Linked DNA regions of Mus musculus: region 1 is linked to region 2. The links are chromatin contacts, called in public HiChIP or PLAC-seq maps. All regions are on one chromosome and are shown on one strand. Each heading gives the region's core, a stretch centred on a gene start, on an enhancer-like site or on the middle of the called end of the contact. The rest is flanking DNA. Distances are from core to core; before and after follow the strand shown.

The links. HiChIP or PLAC-seq counts read pairs in DNA pulled down with a chosen protein or histone mark.
Region 1: an H3K27ac HiChIP or PLAC-seq map of embryonic stem cells shows a contact between it and region 2, with 16 read pairs. The contact joins the promoter of Magt1 here to the enhancer-like site in region 2. A contact is called at or near these places in 6 of 484 Hi-C or Micro-C datasets (the AML12 cell line, CD8 T cells, embryonic stem cells and 1 more), 7 of 115 datasets of contacts at active chromatin or transcription factors (the 230-238 cell line, embryonic stem cells and large pre-B cells) and 4 of 9 other capture datasets (adipose tissue, liver, macrophages and 1 more).

Annotation. Positions count from the first base shown.
Region 1 is chrX:106,010,008-106,015,588 of GRCm38.p6, forward strand. It overlaps Magt1 (magnesium transporter 1), which reads right to left and starts at 1,795. Exons shown (of 10, transcript NM_001190409.2): 1 at 1,655-1,795. The coding sequence starts at 1,756.
Region 2 is chrX:105,953,300-105,958,845 of GRCm38.p6, forward strand. No RefSeq gene overlaps it. Among named protein-coding and RNA genes, the nearest start is that of Atrx, 27 kb to the left of the region's middle. Within about 2 kb of position 4,027, at least 9 of the 459 cell types and tissues checked have an H3K27ac peak or open chromatin away from gene starts, as enhancers often do. A contact at or near this core is called in embryonic stem cells, where this site is marked.

The sequences.
Region 1 (5,581 bases), core at 545-3,044, 54 kb after region 2:
AGTTTTGAATTTTTCCTATACATATACATACACTTACAAATATGGCTTAAAAACAGGACTTTAAGGGTAGAAAAACCAATGTATTGCTCTGCATATTGCTGTCTACAAAGAATGGCTTGGGATTCTCCCCAAAAGCCACAGCAGGCACCAGAAAGCTCATGCCAAGAGCTTCTTTTTCTTCTTTGCACAAAGTCCAGGATTGGTTCCTAGTTCTCAATTGGCAGATCACAACTGTCCTCAAACTACAGTTCTAGGGGATTCTACACCTTCTTTGGCCCTCCATGACGGCAGTGAGCACACACGCATGCAGCAAACACTCCAAAACAGAAAGGCTCTATCAATTTCTTCACCCAGCCAAAAGGCTGCTCACTGGATTATATCTTTAATATTTGTACATTTTTATTTTCCTCTTTGCCAACTTCCCTAATATAATGTTTTCCTTTGCTAGCTCTTCAGTGTTATTGTTTTCAAATAGGGTCTCGTGTAGCCCAGGCTAGCTCTAATTCACTTATTGGCCAAGGATGACCTTGAATTCCTGAACCTCTTTCACTACAGTGTTCTGAATACAGGCATGCCCACCATATGAGGCTTTGCTTAGTTTTTAATCTTATGAAATAATTCAAATACTCAGATAGATACAGAAATTAGTTTATTTATATAACTTAATAGCTGCAATGTTTAACTGGTATTTCAAAAATGTCCTTATAGGTTTTGTGTACTAAAGAATGCACTGGAAATGGCATTAGAGTTAATGGCTTTAGTCTACTTTAAATACAGTAATTAACTGTGTAAAACTAGGGCTGCTCTTCCTTATAAAATTAGAGGGTATAAATAATTATCACCAGTTTTTTAAAGCTCTATGAGTATATGGTTCTAAGTCACAAATGTTCAGAAACACGGGGCTAAAATCCATATGTTCAGACTGCTAAACATCAAGCTAAAAAAAAAAAAAAAAAAAAAAAAAAAGCTGGGCCGTCCCAGCTCACACCTGTAACCTCAGCACTTGAAAGGCAAAGGATTGTCATGAGGTCAAGGCCAGAATGGGCTATAGGGGGGAGAATGCTTCAAATGAAACAGAACAAAAAAATAAACAGAAAGGAATACGAATATTGTATGTTTTCTACATCTCAAAGACTGCCTGTTCCATAAATTGGGGGGGGGGGGCTTAGTTTGCTCTTTCGTGATTGGTGTCCGTCACCAAATACAGACGTTTTACACATTCTGAACGCTTGAACACGGGCATGAAACTGGCATCATCTCACTCATCTAATTTTTCCACTCCTGGGTTGACATGACAGACACATGTCCGAGAGAGCTACATATGGTCGGCAGCAGAAGCTTGCATTATTATATCCTCTGGGTAGCAAAACGAGCTCCTCAGCCCAACACCCAAAGCGGTCCAAACTCCAGGAGTGTCACTACTTGTAGCTGCACGTTCCCCAGCTGCTGGAAGCGAGGTGGTCACCTACTCCAGCCTGCTTTTGAATGTGAAACCCTACAATACAAGAAGTTGCAGCTCCCGCTTTTGTGAAGCCAACTTCCTCCCAACCGCGGACTCCAAGTCACGCCCAGCACAGATCCCTGGGAAGGGGCGAGCGGACCCTTTCTAGCCCCAAGTCGAGAAAGTCCCTGCCGCTGGCAGGCGCCGCCTCACCTCCTTCTTTCTTTGGGCAGAGGCCGAAGGAACCTTGGAAACGAGCAGCAGTGCCACCGCTGCGATCGCACACACAGACCAGAACCACCTTGGCGAGGCCATGTTCACGCTTCTCTCTTGGCGGCGGGGCGAAACTTTCTTCCAGCACGGTCCGAGGGTGGGGCGTGAGAACGGGCGAACCGAGCCCTTGCCGCTCCCCATTGGCTCGGCTCAGCCCTGCCGCTCGACCCCTCACGTGACCTCACGCTCAGCAGACGCCCGCTTTTAAAAAAAAAAAAAAAGTTCTTTTCCGATTGGTTCCCGGGAGCCAATCGGAAAAGGATAATCTGGAGGTTTCTTATTGGTCCGCTGAAAAGGCTGCACCCTTTTCCTACGTGTAAAGACATCGCGCTCAGCGAACTTTTAGTACACATGCGCAGGTTTGAAATGGCGCTGAGGTTTTTTTTTGTTGGTTTTTTTTTTTTTTGAGGCACAAAATGGCTTGTACGTTTAAAAATGGAATCATCATCTAGAAAGCGTTCCTTCCTTTAGAACTGTTTGATTTTGAGCTGGCCTAAGTAACAAAAGCCTCTAATCCACGCATTTTGAATGTGAAAGCAAGAGCATCAATTGTTCAAGGTCATCTTTGGCTCCATTGTCCGGATCCCAGGCCACCTGATTAATGTAAGATTGTCTCAAACATAAAGGAGCCCTCGTGATTTCTCCCAGCCAAACTCCCAGGTTTGGGAGGTGGAAGTGGAGGCAGGACGATTAGGAATTCAACAATTCAAGGAACCTTCAGAGTTCCATTCTAGCCAAGTCCAAGGGAACTACGTGGTCTAAAGCAGAAGCTTGCATTATACCCTCTGGTAAGCAAAATTAATTTCTCAGCCCAAACCTCAGCGCTGACAACACCCAAAACATCCAAATATCTTACATCAAAAGTGGTTTTGTTTTGTTTTGTTGAAATTTGCTCCTTTAGTATAATACTCTGGGACAGGTGCTGGAGAAATGTCTCAAGGGTTGAGAACATTTAACTGTTTTTGGGAGAAGACCCTCCCGGGACCGGCATGGTGGGTAACAGCCTAGTAGTCCCAGGAGATCTGATGCACTCTTCTGATCTTTACAGAGACCAGGCACACACCCATTGCATGTACATTCACGCTGCCACCCCCCCACACCAATCTTTTTTTCAAGCACATACTATTCTTGAAGATGGCTTAAGTACTGTTCCTATGACTGCAACTCCTGATGAAGTTGCTTTGGTCAGGGTGTTATAACATGGCAACAGTAACCCTAAGACATTGGGGAAATATAGATCAGTTGATAGGACATTTAACTGTTATTTGTAAACACATAGGTTTAATCCTCAATATTTCCTCAGTATACACACAAGCGCGTGCACACACACACACACATTATAATTTGGATTTATTTATTTATTTATTTTGCAGCACAGGGCACAGTAAAGGATTGAGTAAAGGACCCCACACAAGCTGGGCAAGCATTTTATCACAACTACATCCAAAGCCCAAGGTGCATTTATTTTGAATGTGTGGAACATACTATGTGATTATTCTTTTAGGTCCTGCTAGAAAGCAAAAACCCCACAGAATTATAATAATTCCACTATTTGGAGAGTTAAGGAGATGATTGTTGAAAGGAAAGTAACTGCTTTAAAAGAGGGACGGGCTGGAAAAATGGCTCAGTGGTTGAGAGCAGGCCCAAAAGATCCTGAGTTCAATTTCTGGCCACCACATGGTGGCTTATAGCCTTCTATAATGAGATCTGGTGCCCTCTTCTGGCCTGCAGGAATAATGCAGGCAGAATGCTGTATAAGTAATAAATAAATCTTTAAAAAAAAAGAAAGGAAAGTAATTGGTCTCCACATAAAGAGATATGAAATAAAATGAGCCTGGCGGTGCATACCTGTAATCTCAGTATTCAGGAGATAGAGGCAGGAGGATATCAGGGATTAATGCCAGTCTAGGCTGCATAGGGAGTTCCTCCTTGAGCTACAAGAGACCCTGTCTCAAACAAAACAAAGCAAAACAAGACAAAACAAAACAAAATAAACAAAAAGACAGATGAGAAGAGAGCAGAAGAGAGACAGACAGAGAGAGACACACAGAGAAAGCAATAGCCACATGTGGTGGCATACTCCTGTAATCCCTGCACTTGGGAGACTAGAGTGGGAAAATCCCAACTTTGAGGCCCACATAGGTTACATGGCGAGTCCCTGTTTCAAAGGAGAGGAGAAAGTAGGATATGAAAAAATTAAGCTGGGCCTCATAGGTCAGTTTAACTCCTACTTGGGAAGCTGGGGTAGGAGGATTACAAGTTCAATGCCTGTCTCTCTACTTTAGAGTGAGTTAACGGCCCATATGAGCCACTTGGTGTGAGCTTACCTCAAAATTTAAAAAGAAAAATTTTTAAATGGTTAAATTATTAGGTATGTCAGCTCACACCTATCATCTTGGGAAACTGAAGCAGGCAGCTTGCCAGGAGATTGAGGCCAGGAGTGGCTCCATAGTAAATTCCAAGCTAGCCTCTACTACAGGATGAAATCTAGTCTCCAAGAAACAAACACAAAAATAACAAACAAGGGGCTGGAGAGATGACTCAGCAGTTAAGAACACTGACTGCTCTTCCAGAGGTCCTGAGTTCAAGTCCCAGCAACCACATGGTGGCTCACAACCATCTGTAATGGGGATCTGATGCCCTCTTCCCGTGTGTCTGAAGACAGCTACAGTGTATTTACATATAATAAATAAATAAATCTTAAAAAATAAACAAGCATACCAAATAAGCATGGTGGTTTGAGTATCTCTGTTTTATGCTCACTCAGGTTGCTTTAGGCATATGAACTGCAGTGGTCATACAGACACAGTGTGGTAAAGAATTACCAATGGATACAAAACATAGTGGATAGAAGCTTATGCAGAATAGGATAGTCATTATGCATTGGAGTTACCTTTTTTTTTTTTTTTTTGCACACATCCCTCCTTTCCACTCAAGATACTTTTTTTTTTTAATTACAAAGGGAAAGCGGTGACTTTAAAGTGTAGAAATCTGGTATGCAGTGCTTGGATTAAATGATTAAGTTCATACTATTACTGAATGGGACATGCTAAGATCCTATACCTTTTGATAGGATGCTCTAAAAAGCAGAGTTTGATTTGTACATTATTTATCTAATCATGACACTAGAGAAGCTAAGGCAAAAGAATTGCAAATTCTAGGCCAGTCTGGGCTACATAGTAAGTTCTAGCCAGTCTGGGTTACATAGGGAGACCTGGCTTACACAGAGTTTCTTTTTTTTTTTTTTTTTTTTTATTTATTATTTATTATATGTAAGTACACTGTAGCTGTCTTCAGACACACCAGAAGAGGGCATCAGATCTCATTAAGGATGGTTGTGAGCCACCATGTGGTTGCTGGGATTTGAACTCTGGACCTTTGGAAGAGCAGTCGGGTGCTCTTACCCACTGAGCCATCTCACCAGCCCTACACAGAGTTTCTTAAGAAGATACATATATAGTATTCTTGCCAGATGCACATGAACTGGAATCCTTAGGGGAAAAAGGTCAATTGATCTCCCAGCACTTGGGAGGCAAAGGCAGGACTTTTTCTGTGAGTTCCAGGCCAGCTTGGTCTACATAGAGAGTTCCTGGTCAGCCAGGACTAAATAGAGAGGCCGTGTCTCAACTCCCCCACAAAAATTCCAAAAAAAAAAACCAATAAAGGTAAAACCAATTAATGTAGGTAATAGGAGACAGAATGTGAAAAATTTGAAGGGACTGTAATTGGAAGTGAGACACTAGATCCAATCCTCTGGAGTTTTAGCACCATTTTGATGCTGGTGCCTTATGTAAGGTCGGTGTCTCAGCTCTCCTTTGTAGAGTCCGAAACCTTTGTCCAAAGAGTTAACCTCCCTGCTTAGTAAAT
Region 2 (5,546 bases), core at 2,777-5,276:
GTTTAAAAGAAATTGGGGACATACCTGAAATTCCAATATGTAGGGGAAGGCAGGAGAGTCAGTAATTCAAGATTCCCTAGGCTATATAGTGAGTTGAAGGCAGAATCCATGCAGTGTGACTCTACACAATGTAAAAACCATGTACAGTTGTCACGTGTCTGTAATCCAAGGACTTAGAGGAGAGAGATACAAATCTTGCTAGCCAGTCAGGCTAGCTGTGATAGTAAGCCCCATGTTTAGTGAGAGACTGTTTCAGAAAAGTAAGGTGGGGTGATGCACACCTTTAATCCCAGTACTCAGGAGGCAAAGGCAGGCAGATTTCTGAGTTTGAGGCCAGTCGCTATAGAGTGAGTTCCAGGACAGAGGGCTACACAAAGAAGCCCTGACTCGAAAGCTCCCCCCCCCACACACCAAAAAAGAAAAAAGAAGTAAGGTGGAGAGTGATAGAGGAATACGTCCTGATGTCAAACCCTGGGCTCTTTAGATGCTTATCTGTGATGTCTGCCCTATTTCTTGGGTCTTCTGGTTCTTCTAGGCATCAGGTATTACCATCTTTTTTCCCATTTGTGTCACAAACTTTTCCTGGAGACTTAACACACGTATGTCTACTCACTCTAGACCGGGAACCCATGGCACACCAAAGTACAGATACCATCCAAGTCTAACTTGGTGAACCAATGACTTTTACTGGGGTACTTGGCAAAATATGAGTGAGAGAGTACTTACAGGAGCAAAAATGACTTATCGACAGCTGCATCACCACAGCCCACACCAATCTTGGGTGAAAACTCACAAAAGCTGGGAACCTGGATCACACTGCCAGCAGCTCAACTGGAGCACACTGCAGGTGGCTCAACAGGTTGGACAATATCCTTTCCAGATGGCTGAGTTGGTCTAAACCTCTTCCAGGCAGCTTGGCTGCTCCCTGTTTTTTTTTTTTTTTTTTTTTTTTTTTCCCAGGCCACTTGGCTCCTCTCTACTGCAGGCTGCTTGGCTGGTCTCAGAGCCTTCTTTGAAGCTTGGCTTTTTTGGTCTCGGCTTCTTTTCAAGCTGTCTGGCTAGTCTCTGCTTTCTCCAGGCACCTTGGCTTATCTGAGAGTGACTCTTAGCAGTCTCCATTATTTACTCTTATGTACAGAGAGGCCTAGTGAATCTGGTCAGTTTCAGGGACTTCCGGAAACCATTTTGAGTTGTTTGCTTCCCATTTTAAGGAGCGTCCCTGCAGGATGGAATGTTTTAATGAGAGGGCAGTTGCCACCTCCTGAACCCAATTTTTAGTGTTGTAATACTTGAGAAAGAGAAAGGTAACAGGAGAAGAAACACTTAAGGCAGCGAAGGAGAGATAGAGATGCATCTCCCTTTCCCATGTTTCCTCCTTGTTCCAAGGGGCCCACAGCCTTATTCCCATTTCTGGCATTTCAAACCAAGGCAGAGTCCTGGACTCACTCTTCTAGCTGCTCCTTAGTAAGTAGAGTCATGTGACCACCTGGTGGTTGAGAAGGACTGGTGGCTGCTTTCTTATTGCCTAGTCTAACACAATTCAGTTGCCAGTGTTTGGGGTCAAATGTTCCCAGATGCTTGGTCACTGTCTTAGTTAGCTCTTCTATTTCTGGACAAAACATCATGACCAAGAAGCAAGTTGGGGAGGAAAGGGTTTATTCAGCTTATACTTCCACATTGAAGGAATTCAGGACTGGAACTCAAGCAGGTCAGAAAGCAGGAGCTGATGCAGAGGCCATGGAGGGATGTTCTTTACTGACTTGCTTCCCCTGGCTTGCTCAGCCTGCTCTCTTATAAGCCCAAGACTACCAGCCCAGAGATGGCAACACCCACAAGGGGCCTTTTCCCCTTGATCAATAATTGAGAAAATGCCTTACAGCTGGATCTCATGGAGGCATTTCCCCAACTGAAGCTCCTTTCTCTGTAATAACTCCAGCCTGTGTCAAATTGACACCCCAAACCAGCCAGTACAGTCACTTATAGAAGAATAAAATAAAAGCCCACACATAGTTGCAAACATACTAAGGGAACTTTATTTAAAGCAAAGCTATAGAAAAAGATCAGGGGGCTGGCAAGATGGCTCAGCAGGTTAAGAGCACTGACTGCTCTTCCGAAGGTCCTGAGTTCAAATCCCAGCAACCACATGGTGGCTCACAACCATCTATAAAGAGATCTGACGGCCTCTTCTGGTGCATCTGGAGTGAGAGGAATTGACTGGAGCGAGCTGGTTCAACTAGAGCAAGCAGAATTGACCCAAAGGTCCTAAAATTCCCAGCAACCACATGATGGCTCACAACCTACAGCTACAGTATACTCACATACAGTAAATAAATAAATCTTTAAAAAACCAAACCAAAACAAACAAAAAAAAAAAAAAAGAAAGAAAAAGATCAGAATGGCTACAAGGGACAGGGGCAGGGGTCACACTGAAGATACTAAAGGACCCCTATTACCATTTGGGGCTTCCTTCTATGGAGTTCAAGCAAAGGAGTTTGTAGCCAGACATAGTGACACATGTCATTAATTTCAGAGTTAGAAGGCAGAGTCAAGCAGATCTTTTTGAGTTTGAAGCTAGCCTGGTCTACATAATAATAGCCAGGCTCTGACTCAAAAAAAAAAAAAAAAGGTTTGGGGAAGGGTTGGTTGCTATGAATATAGTTTGTGTGGTATTCTATTTGATTGAAAGGTTTAGATTATGTCAGTCTTTGCTAACTACATATGTTCCTTCCCATAATACATCTGATTTTAATCATATATTTGTTCAGTTATGCATTGTCATGATAAGGGTAAATAGGGGATTCTCTTCAAAGGTTCACTTGAGCATAGTTTTGTGTTATTATGCATGTATCCCAAACCAGTTCAGGCTTGATATTGGACATACATACACAAACTGTGCCTGGACAAAAAGGGAATATGTTGGAATAGAAACTGTTCAACCTTGACGGTCATTAGGAAAGGCGAAATCATTTGGAGTATGGGGGTGTGCAGTTGGATCAGTGCCTTGCCAACAGGTTACTAGGTGCACTGTTCAGAGAACATGCAAGTGAGGGAGCTTGGCTTCCAAGTACATTATTAGAAGGAGGTTGTACAGAAACCAAACCAAATAGAATCCCAGACTACTAAAATATTCTCTAAGCTTGCCTCCCTCAGTCCCAGTGTCTCAGATCATAGGGATGGTGAGGGTTTACCAAGAATTAGGTGTCATGGAGGGCCTGGGACTGGGTTTCAAGCTTCAGGAGCCCTGGGCTTTCTTCTGTTTATCTCCTTGTGCAGGAGTCATGTCCAGGTTGGGGTTTTTGGAGATATGGGAAAAACCACACAAGTGACTTTTTGCTTTCTTCAACATGTCTTTCCATTTTAGTAGGACAGAGACACTATGTCCTCTCATCTGGTTTACTTAGCTCCTGTGAAGGTAACTGTGTGTGTGGCTAGCTGTTTACTTTGGTGTGCTTGTGGGGAGGTGACTACTTAGTTGTCATCTTGTCCAACCTTATGTCATTTACTTCCTGCAAGCAGACCAGACTTTCTTGATTTTTTTTCTTCTTCTAAGATTTATTGATATGTGAGCTGCAGAGGCAGCTCAGCAATTAAGAGCACTAGCTGTTCTTCCAGAGGATCAGGGTCTGATTGTCAGCATCCACATGGCAGCTCACAACTGTCTATAACTCCTGTTCCAGAGCATCTGGCATAATTCCACAAACAGACAGATATAAAAAATTTAAAAGATTTGTTGTTAATTTCCTGTAGGAGCGTGTCTGTGTTTATGTGCATTTATGCACAACCTGTGGAGGCCAGAAGAGGGCGAAATATCCCTTAGAGGTGCAGAGGCAGGTAGATCTCCGAGTTCCAGTGCAGCCTGGTCTATAGAGCAAGTTCCAGGACAGCATGGACTTCACAGAGAAACCCTATCTTGGAATAAAAAGGAAAGAGAGAGAGAGGGAGAAAGAGAGATGTAGGGAGCCAACTCTAAGATGGCGCCGAGCGCCAGGTATGCCGTTGTCATAAACAACATCAGCGCAGGTGTAAACCCGAGTCTGGCGCCAACCCCTCCTGAGCGGGTGCATGCAAATTAGGTGCCGGCAGACTGACCAATCCCAGGGGGCCACGAAGCCTTTCCCTGTGCTGGAGAGTATATAAGCAGACCTCCCTGGGTGCCGGGGTCCCCGTAGTGGCTGTTGAGAAGAATCAGACTGTGTTGTGTCTTCCTTGCCGGCAGAGGTGGGCGCAACAGAGAGGCGGGGGGGGGGGGGGTGGAGAGAGAATGAGGATGTAGTTATTTTAGTCTAAGATTCTTGTATTTGTATTTCTCTTGTGCTAGGGATTACAGCCAGAGTCTCATCATACATGTTAGACAAGCACTCTACTGCTCAGTGATACCCTCAACTATAATGTGGATAGTTTGAAACTTTCTTCACTCTCCAAGGTTTTTTTGTTGCTATGTGTGTGTGACTTTTAAAAAAAAGATTTATTGTTTTTATATGAGTACACTGTTGCTGTCTTCAGACACACCAGAAAAGAGCATCAGTTTCGATTACAGATGGTTGTGAACCACTATGTGGTTGCTGGGAATTGAACTCAGGACCTTTGGAAGTGCAGTCAGTGCTCTTAACCACTGAGCCATCTCTCCAGTCCCATGACTTTTTTTTTTATGTGATTGGATGTGTTTGCCTGAATATCTGTGTACCATATTCATGCCTGATACCCTCAGAGGACAGAGAGGACGTTGGATCCCCTGTAACAGGAATAATGATGGCTGTGGTCCTTTAGAAGAGCAGCAATTACTCTTAACTGATGAGCCACGTATTGCTAGACGTCAATTATATATAGCTACTGAGGTTCTCATGTAGCACAGGCCAACTCTGAACTCACTGTATAGCCCAGGGTAACTTTGAATTTATTTATTTTTTTTGGGGGGGGGTTTCGAGACAGGGTTTCTCTGTATAGCCCTGGCTGTCCTGGAACTCACTTTGTAGACCAGGCTGGCCTTGAACTCAGAAATCCGCCTGCCTCTGCCTCCCAAGTGCTGGGATTAAAGGCGTGCGCCACCACGCCCGGCTTGAATTTATTTTTTTTAAAGATTTATTTCTTTTACATATATGAGTACACTGTACAGATGGTTGTGAGCCTTCATGTGGTTGTTGGGAATTGAATTTTTAGGACCTCTGCTCACTCTCACTCGGGTCAGATACTCCAGAAGAGGGAGTCAGATCTCATTACAGGTGGTTGTGAGCCACCATGCATTGCTGGGATTTGAATTCAGGATGTCTGGAAGAGCAGTCGGTGCTCTTACCCGCTGAGCCATCTCTCAAGCCCAACTTTGAATTTATAATCCTCCTGGCTTCCACTCTCAAGTGCTGGGGTTACTGGTATATGCTACTATGCCTGACTGTGGCACTATTTTTTTAAGCTTTTACTTATTTGGTGATTATTATTATTATTATTATTATTTTAGTATAGAATAAAGTTTATCCAAAGCATGGAGAGGGGCATTGAGAGAGAACTAGAGGTAGAGAAACGGAGGGAGGGAGGGAAGGAGGGAGAGGGTG